2 separate regions of the Mus musculus genome follow, and region 1 is linked to region 2. A link is a contact called in public HiCAR-type data. All regions are on one chromosome and are shown on one strand. The core of a region is the stretch at or near the end of the contact, and the rest is flanking DNA. Distances in the headings are between cores, read along the strand shown.

Evidence for each region. HiCAR-type assays count read pairs that join an accessible place to other places.
Region 1: a contact with region 2 is called in a HiCAR-type map of Th17 cells, with 8 times the contacts expected there. The contact joins two enhancer-like sites. A contact is called at or near these places in 1 of 15 datasets of contacts at CTCF or cohesin (CD8 T cells), 4 of 484 Hi-C or Micro-C datasets (Th1 cells, double positive thymocytes, embryonic stem cells and 1 more) and 2 of 115 datasets of contacts at active chromatin or transcription factors (CD8 T cells and Th17 cells).

The regions. Positions count from the first base shown.
Region 1 is chr11:46,664,789-46,671,252 of GRCm38.p6, reverse strand. Timd2 (T cell immunoglobulin and mucin domain containing 2) reads left to right here. Exons shown (of 9, transcript NM_001161355.1): 9 at 235-2,293. The coding sequence ends at 355. Among named protein-coding and RNA genes, the nearest start is that of Timd2, 31 kb to the left of the region's middle. Within about 2 kb of position 2,867, at least 6 of the 459 cell types and tissues checked have an H3K27ac peak or open chromatin away from gene starts, as enhancers often do. A contact at or near this core is called in Th17 cells, where this site is marked.
Region 2 is chr11:46,460,208-46,467,007 of GRCm38.p6, reverse strand. Havcr2 (hepatitis A virus cellular receptor 2) reads right to left here. Exons shown (of 7, transcript NM_134250.2): 4 at 96-136. Among named protein-coding and RNA genes, the nearest start is that of Havcr2, 8.7 kb to the right of the region's middle. Within about 2 kb of position 4,802, at least 87 of the 459 cell types and tissues checked have an H3K27ac peak or open chromatin away from gene starts, as enhancers often do. A contact at or near this core is called in Th17 cells, where this site is marked.

The sequences.
Region 1 (6,464 bases), core at 1,618-4,117, 210 kb before region 2:
AATGTAGAAGATTTGAATATGAGCTGCTCTTTAAAAACAAAAAATAATTCTTAGTCTGATGATAATCACATTTCTATGACTTAATACTGAGGGCCTGTGTGGAACTATTCACTGTTGCAGTTTTTGTGCATGGAGCTTCTGGAGTCCTGAGTATGTATCACAAATGTTCCACTCAGACTCTAAAGATGGCCTCTTATTCTTTCAACATCTCTCTTTTTCTCTCTCTCTCTGCAGCTTCGTTGCCTTCCCTATCTCTAAGATTGGAGCTTCCCCCAAAAAAGTGGTCGAACGGACCAGATGTGAAGACCAGGTCTACATTATTGAAGACACTCCTTACCCCGAAGAAGAGTCCTAGTGGCCCTCTGAGGCACCTTCTGCCTGAGATTAAAGAGACTGTCAGTGATATCACAGCGTCCAGAGCAATTTTCTGTGTTGGTTCTTCCAGCTGTAGTGGAGAGGGTAACCCTCTACTGTGTACACTCAACTCAAGTTTAACATCATCCTAATTCTTGTATCAGCACCGCCTCAGTGTCTCCATTCACTGCAGCGATTTTCTCAAATGTGAACATTTCAGAGGGTTGATTTTTTTTCTGAGTCAACACAATTACTGATAATACAGAAATAGTCTTGGTTATTTAAACCATTAAGAGAGAAATAATATTTAAAAGTTTAAAAAAATGTGTGGGTGGGAGGGAAGTTCTGAATTCAGAAGAATTTCATAATCATGTTTTATCTATTTTATCATACTTTGAAATGTCACTTCCCCCATCTTGCCCAAAGGGCTTCAATAATGAGAGCATGGAGGTTTTAAGGAAATCTAATGTCGCTTTTAGAGGTGGCAAATTTCTCATACTTCTGGAAATAAGATCATTTATTATGCCGTTGGTCTTAGGATAAGGGTGGGTGTTCATTATTAGGAGAGGTTATCATGGTGACTATGGACCAGGCACACATCAGGGGAAGAAAATAATGGATCAAGGGATTCAGTTCATTGGTGCTATTTCTACTCCACTTCTGTCTTGGTGCTTACTGTTCCTAAACTTACCCACTGAGCTCTGAATTAGGTGCTAGGAGGAGATAGTGAAGAAATGAAAGGGGAAGGAAAGGCAAGAGAGAAGGGCACAGGCTCTCTGCTGAGAGAAGCCTTATGGCAGGTGTGACAGTATTTGGGACTATCTACTTTTCATAATGAAGCAATTTGTCACAATCAATAAAATATTTGGTTTTGCTAAGAACTAACAAAAGTTGTTGCAGTTTGGTTGTTGAAAAGAGCAGATTGGCTAGAGTTTGTTAATGTCTATATCAGTCTGCATGATTCTTGACACCGGATCAGAGACATTCAACCCATAGCCAAGGAGAGCAGGGTGCTGGATCTTAGTACAGACTCCCAGTGCTGTACTATGGAGTTCTAGGAAATGAATGTGTGTCTGCTTCGGGTTTGTTTGGCTGTTTGGTTGATTGGTTGGGTGGTTGATTGGTGAGTAGGTTTTGGTTTGGTTTGGTTTGGTTTGGATTGGTTTTTAATATTTGCTTGTTTGTTTGTTTTTGTTTTTGAAAAGTCAGATAGTGAGTGGAAAGTTGCATTCTGTCTGGGTTTGCCAATGGAGCCTCCTTCATCTGCTGTAAAAATAATTATGCTTAAAGTACATTGTTTTATTTTTCTTAAATATGCAGCGATTATACATCAAAGAATGTTTTTAGCCATGACAGCCCTGATTTGTAGCTTCCCTAGAAATACTATGGATGGTGAAAGTACAGGAGTTATAGTCTACAGCTTGATTTTAAAAGAGGTTTTAAGAAGCTAAACCTATTGCATCTTAAGACCAGCCTCCATCTTAAAGAAAAAAAGCCTAGGAAAATGACCTACAGCTGAACTCATGCTACACCCAAGTGCCAGGAAGGACCCCATGTCCTTGGCCCATAACCCAGAGTTACTCCCTAGCTACTTCCTAGCAACAGTCAATCAAAGATTAGTCTGACTGTTTCAGATGTACTTTCCGACCATTTGTGATTGCCATGGTCTTGCTTCAGAGCATGCACCTGAGAGCTGACAGTACTCATTCTGTTAGATGCTCGTCAGACTAGACACCCCTCACTTGCTCCTATTCTACTGTAAAACTCTTTCCAAATGAGGGTTCAGAGTTGCTTCACCAAACCGTCCTATGCTTAGCAGTAAGGCCAAACTCCAGTGTAAAATAAAGAGACCCTAAGGGGATCGTATTGTTATTTGGCTCCTTGGTGGTCTTTTGAGGTTCATAAATGCTTCCAAGCACAATATTAGAAGTTAAACTTTTTCACATGTGTCTTATTCATTCTTCTTAATTTATCTTTGTGATTAGCTGGAGGGGAGTGTTGAAGTTGGGAAAATATCAAGGTCTCATCAAGTCCTATAGTTTGTCACTTTGGCCCTTCAGCTGAGTCATCTGGAGAGCTGAAAACTGTCCATGAGCCCACTAATTGCAGTCTCTGGTGTCCTAAGTGTTCAACTTCTCTGGATGATTTATGTGGTGGCTCAGACTAAAACCCACTGGCCTAAGGAGACTCAGAGGACAGAGGAGAGAATGCCTTCTTGATGTCTGAATAAATCCTCTGGAAGAACATAAAATGCACAAATTGGAATAGCACAATACCAACAATGGGCGAGGGCAGGTGTACAACCAAGTCGTGGTCAGGGCGTGAGGTCAGTGAGAGCAGGTCTGGCCCAGGTCTGGCCTCCAGGGAGGTAGTGTTGGGAACAGGAAGTCTGAGTGCTCCCATGCATCTGTGAGGCTCCCCAGGAAGCTGGTGCACAGCTGCTAGCTGACTCTGTCCCTGGGCCTTCAAAGAACTCAAAGATTCATCAAAAAAAAAAAAAAAGTAAAAGACAAAATCCCCACTGTGCTGTGGAGAGATGCTGGAAGGTGACCCCTATTCTGCACTGTATAACACAGATATGGGATGCCTGTCTTTACTAGTTTTGCACATGCAGGAGCCTAAAAATACTTCGATGACAATTCAGTCATAATTTTAGCATATTTTGTTTTTTAAGAATAGTTTTATGCTCATAGCAAAACTAAGTGGGAGGTACAGAGATTTCTTTTTCACAAAACCACCTTCCCCAACCTACACAAGCATACACACGTGCTGACTGAAACAGAGAATGAGATAGAGCAAGAGAGAGAGAGAAGGGGGGCTGGGAGAGGGGGAGGAGGGGAAGAGGGAGAGGCCTTGCCAGCATCAGCAATCCCCATCACTGTGGCACTGATGAACCAATCCTGGCACAATTGGCCACTGAACTGAAGTTCATAGTCTCTTTCTCTTGCTTCTGTGCATCCTGAGATAATACATTTGACAAATGTATTATGACATATACTCACTAATATTGCTTCATAGATAATAGTGTGACAGACCAGAAAATAGCTCCCAAAGTGCCACATTCCCAGGCTTTACAATGAACAATAGATCCCTCCAGAATCTGTTTCACCCATTGGCATAGCCTCAGAGGCACCAAACTCTAGTCTCATTGATAATTGATGACATATGTCCTGACTCTGAGGGTACTTGTGTCATCCAGTTATCCCTCCCTTTCCTAAATCTCAACTATAATTTGTTTCTTTGTGGTTCTTGTTTGATTTTTTTATTTTATTTATTTATTTATTTATTTATTTATTTATTTTTCTTTTTTGGTTTTTTGAGACAGGGTTTCTCTGTGTAGCCCTGGCTTTCCTGGAACTCACTTTGTAGACCAGGCTGGCCTTGAACTCAGAAATCTACCTGCCTCTGCCTCCCGAATGCTGGGATTAAAGGCGTGTGCCATCATGCCCGGCTTTTGTTTGATTTTTTTAAAAATTTTACTTATATGTATGTGTGCCTGCCCAGGGAGACCAAAAATTAGTGTTCAATTCCCTGGAACCAGAAATACAGACAGCTATGAATCACCTCACATGAGTACTGGGAATAGAACTAGTGTCTTCTGTAAGAATAGCAATGGCCCTAACAGCTGAGTCATCTCAACAGCTGGGGTTTTACTTTTTTGAGATAGATTATTCCTGTACAGTAGATGAGCCTCTTATTTGAGGTCCTTCTGCCTCAGTACCTTGAGTGCAGAGATAATGTGTGCATGACCATGGCCAGCACAGCTCCAGAATTTATAGATAAGTACCATTTATTTCATTGGAGTCATTTAGTTGGAGTATACTAAACCTTATTGATTCATTGCTATAGGAGACAGTTTGGAAGTTTCCAACTCTGGAAACTAAACTATCTGGTGTGAATATTCATGTGCAGAGACATTGTGCATATATCAGATGAGTTTTCAACTGATTTAGGTATCCAGAGTGTAGGGACTTCCAGGTGAGAAGGGAGATTAGAGACTGCCTCTCTGTGAGCCTGGAAAGAAGTTGATTAGAATAAGAAAATACAGGCTGCTTCTCAAGGAAGGAATACAGAGCTTCAGAGATGCAGCAGGGAATGAAAGGGTCCCTGAAAGGGGGAAGAGAGGGGCACTTGATGCAGAGAAGTGAGCAGAAGCCTGGGTCTCATCCCTGCAGTTTCCCAGGAAGCAGAGGGGGAAGAAACAGTTTCCAAAGGTGAGCAGGAGCAGAGATGGGCAGTCCTACCACAGGACAGGCCCACAGCCCTCACAAGCCCTGAACCCAGCTGTGGGTTTGATTGAGCTGAATCCTCTGGCTGATGAGTCATCAGGAGGGAAGAATCCCATTTTCCTACTTGTAACTCAAAGGCCTCACACAGAAGCCATTTTGAAACAAGGCCTCAGTATAGTCTTTCAGTCTTCACTGAGGAAAGGCCCAGAGATACAGCTTTGGGAAGGATGCAGACCAGGCACTAGGTGGAACAGACAGCAGGAGGCTGGGTTCAGACTGAGCACACAGAGGGAGAGAGTCTAGCCTTGCCTTCAGAGTCAGGACAGACCTCAACAACTATCAGTAAGACTGGAGGTTGTACCTCTGTGCCTGAGCCAGTAGGTGGAGCCAAATCTGGAGATATCATTGCTCATTGTTGTAAAGCCTGGGAATTTGGAACTCAGAGGTTATGCGTGATAACCATACTGAGTGGCTCTCTAACATAGACTCCAGCTTTTCAATATAGAAAATTCATTCTGAGGAGATGGGAGTTTGGGAAATTGGGAGAGAAGATGGCTGAAAGCAATGGTGTTCACAGCAAAGAGAAGCAGAACTAGAGATTCAGTGGTGGTGACAGGTCTGGAAGTGTGGCAGGGGGACAAAGGAGTATGTCCCTGCAGAGCAGAGTGGGCTCCTGGGATGCCAGGAGGCTCAGGCCACCACTGTGCCATCTTTCCCCTAGCAATATCTGTGGCCACTGCTCTACCCACTGACCCTGCCAGCAGCATGCAGCCACTGCTGTTGCTGCTGCCCCTCAAGCTGCTCACCCTGCTGGGGAGGGGAAACCTTCCATCCAGGAGCTGCCTATGTGCCACAAACACGTTTTAGCCTGAGATATCAGTTGGACAGTGGCCATGAAGAACAAGATTGTATGTAGCAGCCTGGAGCTTGTGTAGGTCCTGCCCCTGGAAACCACAGGATCACCCTGACTCTGAGCAACAAGACATCTGAGACGAAGAATGCTTGATTTCTGGGTTAAGTCTCCTAGAAAGACCTCCGAGATCCATGCTACACCGCGTTGATGTCCATCACCTCCTGAAACCACAAAGTCCTGATCTGTGCTGCCTCTGCTGCTATGTGCAGGGAAACTAATTTTGCAGTGGGATAGATGACTGCAGACTGGTAACTGAGAATGGGAGACAGGGAATGTTTCTGACAACCTTCCCCACCCCCAACAAGATACAGGCCAGATGTGAAGCTACTGAAAAAAGGCCTTAAACATTGTAACAGAGATGCTGAAGTGTAGGTACTAAGCACTGATGGCTTCCGGGGGTACAGGAGGATTTTAGGTTCTTTAGGGATGGCCACTGAGGGGAGTTTGACCATGCTCCAATCTCCAATGACTATGCGGCAACACAAATTGGACTTTGTGTTCTCCCCCTCCCCTTCCCTTCTTTTCCCTTCCCTCTGCTTTCTCTTGGCCCTCCTACTTCTGTGCATTTGTTCATCAAATCTGTAGTTGGGTCCTCTTTCTTCATCTTTGGTAGTCATCTCCTAGTTTTTCATTTACTGCCATCCCTTTCTTGACATAATCTCCTTCTTCTTTGGGGACCCTACCCCATATCTATTAGATCCAGAGCTCTGCAGAGATTCAGGTCTAGGTGTGAACTACTGGTTGGAATTTTCTTGTTGTTTTGTTTTTTTTTTCCATCTGGATTTTTCACAGGCAGCTGCAGCCTTCTGTTCAGATGTGAACTTAGCATCTTTTAGTCATAAACTCCAGAACTTCTTCTAGCTAATGGATTCTATGAAACTCAGACAGTTGATTGACTGTCACTGCTTTTGAATTCCATATTATGGTCGATTATTGCAGGAGAGACAAGGCAGGGACTTAGAAGTGGC
Region 2 (6,800 bases), core at 3,553-6,052:
AGCCAAGAAGGGCAAAAGCTTTCCCACAAATGGGGAGGCATAGGAAAGGAAGCCTACACAAGCATGACGCAGCCATACACACAAAAGTTACTTACTGTTCCATTGTTATTATGGAGGGTCACCAGTGTCTGTGTCTCTGCCATGCACACACATACAAAGGGGAAAAAGTAGACAGTAGTTAACAATGCTTTTTAACTCCATATCAAAGAAAAAAGATTCAACACACCCGTGACCTTTTTAACAAGGTAAACACCATTACCTATTAGGTCTCAAACCCAGAGCAAAAGGCTGAGGTGCCTAGGCACCCGTTTCTCTCAGCATACCCTGCTTCTACACCAAACTCTCCATCCCAGGACCTGGGTTGCCCTTCCCCCATTGCTTCTTCCCTATATAATCCACCCATCTGGGCTACACCAGTAGTTTTTTTTTGTTTTTGTTTTTTTTGTTTTTTTACCCTTTTTACCTCCTGGCCTCTTGGTTCTCTGGTCTTCTGGCTCGCCCCTCTCCCCTTTCCTCACGTAGTCCAGCTCAGGGTCATGTTCACTCTAGACTCTCCCAAGATGTGTCTCTCCCTCTGGCTATGCTCTCCCTCATATCTACAATAAACCTTCTCCTGTACCAAACCTAGGAGCAGTCATAGCCTCCTTTTCTTTATTTTCATTCACCAGAGTATTTATACTGAATATGTCCTTGGTTTTGTCCAGAGGGCCTAGAGTGCTACAGCAACCTAATAACGTTGATAATGTTTAGTCATATTCTGATCACACTTTCAAAGACACAAAATTCTCAAAAAAAAATTTAACATTTATTCATTGGCAAGGTATTTAGTTGTTTCCAAATGGAAACAAAAGCTACAGTTCACCAGGAATCAGGCATTTTGCCAAACACTTTTTTTTTTTTTTGACTGTCCAGAAAAGGCTATTTGTTTTTTATTCAAGTAACTGCAAATAAGAAACCAGGGAGGAAGCCCCAGGCTGGGACAAATACTGGCCACCCCTCCCCCACAGAACAAGGGGAGGTGGCCCTACACCCTTTTCCCATCAAAGTGGGCCCCCATCCTCACTCTGCTGCAGCATCCACGGGGTGGGGCCCCATCTTCCTTAGTGTGGGGTAGGTAACCAGTCTGCTGCGCCCCAGCCCCCCTTCCCCTCGAGTGTATTGTGTGGGGGAGAGAATACATTGCCAAACACTTTTAATTGAACTTTCTCATTCAGTAAAAAGAACTAGCCTAAAAACACAAACTCAGGGAAAATGAATGACTGAGAGATTAATTTATCAGGACTGGGTGATAAATTGGTCATCAAAGAAATTGGGAAGGAAATTAACAAATTCCTCAAATTATAATATATTGCAATCTGCAGAATATTATGAATGCAGTTCACTGGGGAAGTTTATAGATATGTAAGGACCTACATTTAAAAATTCAAAGAAAACGCAAGTGATAACTTAATGATGTGACTCAAGGTCTTAGAAAAACAAGAACTATCAAACCCAAAAATAGTATCTGGAAGCAATAGACATTCGGGTAGAAAGTAATAAAATAGCAACAAAACTTCCAGCACAAAGAATCCATAGGAAGATACACCAAACTAGTTAACAAATTAGACAAACTAACCAAAAGGGAGAGAAAAGACCCAAGTACATGAGGAAATTAGAGATGAGAAGGGAGATATTACAACTGCTACAAATGGCATTCAGAAAATCATTATGACATACTCAAAAGACATATATTCCACTAAACTGAAAAATCTAAAAGAATGCATTGGTTTCTAAACACATGTGACCAACCAAAATTAAACGAATGGAATCTAAACCTCTCATGGACATTTATAATGAACAATAAAATTGAAGCCATAATCTTTAAAAAGTCTTCCAGCTAAATTGAGCCCAGATGTGTTCACTGCTAAATTCTACCAGACCTTTAAAAAATTAACTAACACCATGTTCCTTGGGTGAGTTACATGAACTATAAATGGAAGAAATGCTGCCAAACTCACTTTATAGAACCAATGTTGATTATCCTGATACCCAAACCAGCAAAGGACATAACTATAACAAAAGGCTAATCTTCCTGATGAAAACTAATGCAAAAGTAATTATTAATACAAAGCTGCAAACCTTCCAGGCTAGGCAGCCAGAGCAACACAGGGAAACCCTGCATCAAAAAAAAAAAAAAAAAAACCAACAACAATAATAACAGCAAACAAACAGCTTGCAAACCAAATTCAATAATTAAAAAAAAAAAAAGCTTGTTGTGTGATGAAAATGGCTTCATCATCAGAAGGGATGGTCCACCATTTGCAAATCAATAATTTAATCACTCACATAAATTGATTAAATGGGTTTACTGGACTTTTGTCTAAAATTGAGTGTAGTACATTGTGAGGATTGGAAGAAGCCCCTAGTGAATGTGTGCTGTTAACTTGGGTCTGGCCATGTCGAGGTCTCCATGGGAGTGGCAAAGCCTTCCCTGGATTGAGGTTCAAGGATGGCAAAACCTGCCTCGGGATTCAAGTTTGAATGTTGACAATGTGGCCAGAAAATGTCCATCATCCATCCCTACCTGATGTTCACAGCCGGGCGGCTGCTCCCTTCCAGAGCCTGCTAATGCTGAGATTAGCTGAAGCTGCCTCCTCGTGCAGCCATATGCAATAACCCCACCTCCCTGCTCAACTCTACATAAAACCATGCTGAGCATCCCAGTCGCTGAGGGTACACCATCCAAGAGTCCAGGCCACTCAGTCCCAGGGTCCCTGTGTGTCTGTGTTTCTCTGTTCTTCATTTCCTCACTGCTTTGATGAGGTCAAGTCCCTAGAGCTGTGCAAGGACATGGCAGGACATAGAGTCAAGGACAAAAATCAGCTGATCATTTCAGCAGACTCAGAAAGGGTCTGTGACAAGGTTCAACATGCCTTTAGGAAAAAAAAAAGATTGAGAAGAAAGCAGGACTTGAAGGAGCATACTTCAACATAGGGGCTGTGGAAGAAGATGCTCAGTTGCTAAGAGTAGCTGCCTAGCATACACAGAGGCCCTGGGTTTGATTGCTAGTATTGCATAAACTAAGCCTGAAAACTTATGCCTATGATCGGGCAACAGGATCAGCAGTCCAAGGTCATCACTGGCTACAAAGCAAGTTTGGAAGTAGTATGTGACTCTGTTTCCAAAAAACTTATTAAGAAGAAACACTACTCAATATAAAGTTTATAAACAACAACCCTACCACCAACATTATAATAAATGGAGGAAATTTTTTAAAAAGAACTTTCCACTAAAGTCAGGAACTAGACAGGAGTGTCTACTTTCTCCATTCTTATCCGACATAATTTTTGAACTCTTAGCACAATTAGAAAAGAGAGAGAAATAAACGCGATATCAATAGAAAACAGAGTCGAAGCATTTCTATTTATAGATAACACAATCGTGTATGTAAGACACACCAAAGACTGAAAACTCTTAGAGTTGATGCTTAGATACAAAATCAATACACAAAACTCAAAGCTTTCTTATATGCCGATAACAAATCCGATGAGAAAGAAATCAAGAAAACAATCCATTCACAATAGTTGCAACAAATAAAATTCTCTTGGTGTGCTGGCACACACCTTCAACCCCAGCATTTGGAAGGCAGAGGTAGGCAGATCTCCATGAGCTTGGGACCACCCTAATCTACACTGTGAGTTACAGGATGACCAGCGCTACATACTAAGACCTTGTCTTTCTAAAAACAAAGTCATGTAGGGGCTAGAGAGACGGCTCATTGGTTAGGGCCACTTATAGCTCTTACAGAGGACCTGGGTTTGGTTCCCAGCACCCACATGGTGGTTCGCAGTCTTTTACAACTTGTAGTCCAAAAGGATCTAGAATCCTCTTCTAGCTTCTGTTGGCACCAGACAGGCAAGTAGTGCACTTACAGATATGCCTGCAAAGCACTCACACGCATAACATAGATATAAATAAACAAATCTTTAAAAAAATATAAGATAAAAATACCTAGAAATAATACTTGCCAAGAAAATAAAAGAAAAAAAAGCTCTATAATTAACATTTTAAATAGAAGAAAACACCATAATGCAGAAAGATTTCTCATAGATGAGCAGAAGTAATATGAAAGTATCTATCTTACCAAAAACAGTGTACAGGTTCCACGTAATCCCCACCCCAAGTCCCATGACCAGTCTTCACAGCAATGGGACTCATCCCAAAACTCGAAGACCTCTGATAGAAAGCAATCCTGATCTCAGCTCATATACAGAGAGACCCAGCGACAAGCAGCATCAGACTAACACATACAGGTAGCGCAGCTGGATGGGGTGAAGGAGCTGGAAACAAAGTCACATGTCTGAAGACACCTGCCTTTTTTTTCTCTTCTTGACAAGCATACCCAATACATGCAATGGGACCATGGAGGGCGTGGGGGGGGGGCGGGTTGAGGGACAGCATCTTCAATGAAAGGAACTGGGAAAACTAGATTTCTGTATGTGAAATGTCAAACTTCTCACTCAGTGCAAAAGTCGCTTATATGCAATGAAGACAAAGGTGAGACTATATCCAGAAAGAAGCAGACTATCGAGCGAGGGCAGGGAGAAGACGAAGGGGATGAAGGATAGATATTGTCAGAATAGATGATATCCTTGAGTAAAAATATCTGCAGAGAACCTGTTCTACATATAATGAACAGACACTAATCAAATCTTTAAATAAAAATAAAATAAAAAGTAAAACCGCAACTGTTCTAAAGGGTAGAGACTTAGTCATTTGGACAAGGGAAGAAACTGAGATTGAGGCCACACCCTGCTGCATGAGTAAGAACAGCTTCCCATGTAGGCTCACACGGCTCCAAAGCCACAAGCTTAACTTCAGCATTCTCAAGAGCTTCACCCAGCAACGTCACCAACACGAAGAGAGTCACATAGCTCATCTGACAGCCACCATCTCTCCTTTGAGCTCATTTGTCTCCAGGTAGAGGGGACAGGGGCAAAAGCAAGATAAGGAGCAGGAGGGGGACACAGCATCAGGCACGCAAAGAGCTGTCAGCTGCCAGAAAACAAAAGCAACTCATTCCTTTTGCTGCTGGAGTCAGAGATTGTGAAAAGTCACGGTCACCTTTCAGACCCTTCAAACTCTAAACTTTTCAAGGCTTCCAGGAAATCTGAGTTTAATAGACTGTGGTCTAAACAGTACAAAGTCTGTCTTGGCTTAAAATTATTTATGAAGAAAAACAAACAAACATGTTCCAGCTTTGTTCTCATTACCTGAAAGCGATTTAAATCATAAAAACCGCAGGGGGAGTAGGTGGGACTTCAAAGTAAACAGGAGTCTTTCACCACATGCAATCTCTAAAGTGGAAATCCCACTTCTGCTTCCCCATCTTTATGACTCTTGGTCTCAGTGATGAGAATGAATTGTTCTCTGTCTCGTCTGTCTCTCTCTTCCTTTTTTGAGACAGTGACTCATGCAACCCAGGTTGCACTCAGACCCTCCCTATAGCCAGACTGACCTTCAACTCCTGATCCTCCTGAGTGCTGGGTTTACCAGCCTGCCTGCCCCACCACGCTTGATTTACGTGGTGCTGGGAATCAAACTCAGGGCTTGCATGTAAGCTAGACAAAGACTCTGCCAATTAAGCTAAACCTCCAGCTCTGGCTTCTTTACTCCTCACCCCTATTTTATTTTGCTACAAACATAAACAAAGATGTCTGTAACAATATTTATTATTCTGTTTTTCCTGGGGAACTCAAGACTGCACTAGAGTGTAAGCAGCAGGAAGGAGAAATGAAATGGTCATGAATGTACACAAATGTTGTAGGTACTGTCTACTTGGCACGTAGGTACCAGATGTGGTGCTTAGCACTGTTCATCCTTTTATGATTTGGTTTGATTTGGTTTTGTTGAGACAAGGTCTCTCTATGTCGCCCCAGATGTCCTGGAACTTGGTATGTAGATCAAGCTGGCATTGAACTCACAGAGATCTGCCTGCCCCTGCCTCCCGAGTGCTGGGATTAAAGGTGTGCGCCATCATACCTAGCCCTCATCTTAGTATTATGTAGATGTACCACTATTTTGCCATTTTTAGAAGAAGAAAAAACATTTTGTTTTATTTTATCTCAGTGTGTGTGTGTTTCATTTCTCCTTCCTGCTGTTTACACTCTAGTGCAGTCTTGGGTTCCCTGGGAAAAACAGAAATAAAAAGTAACGTTATAGTTATCTCTTGTTCATGTTTGTAGCAAAATGAAATGGGGGCGGGGAGTAAAGAAGTCAGGGCTGGAGGTTTAGCTTAGCTGGCAGAGGATGCGTTGGTGTCCATACAGAGGCCAGAGGACAATCTGTGGCAGTTCTCCACCATTTGGGGACTTGAGATCTAACTCAACCCTCATGGCAAGGGGCTATACCTGCTGCACTAACACAGCAACCCGGAAACAGGATGCTATGCTAGAGAGCTCTGCCCATGACATGGACTATGGATTAGAAAGCTGGGACTCAGAGAAGGCCTTCTCCAGAGCTAAAGACTCCCCTGGGATCCAGCCTTGGCTCCTTCAATAAGAGAAGAACACATTTGTTCTGTTTCCTGTGAGTTTAGGAAATTCCATTCTCACTTTTAAAGGTTCAACCCTCCTAATATTCAAATAGTGTATATGCTCACTTTTGCAGTAAGCAAAAAGTGTACATAGCTATCCAAATGATTTATCAGTCACTGGCAGAGTATAACATCTGTAAACAAGACTTTAAATGTCAATGAATTTCATTTTCCATTTCTTTTCTTATTTTTAGAATAAGACAGCCTTTCCTCTCCTGTTTATCTT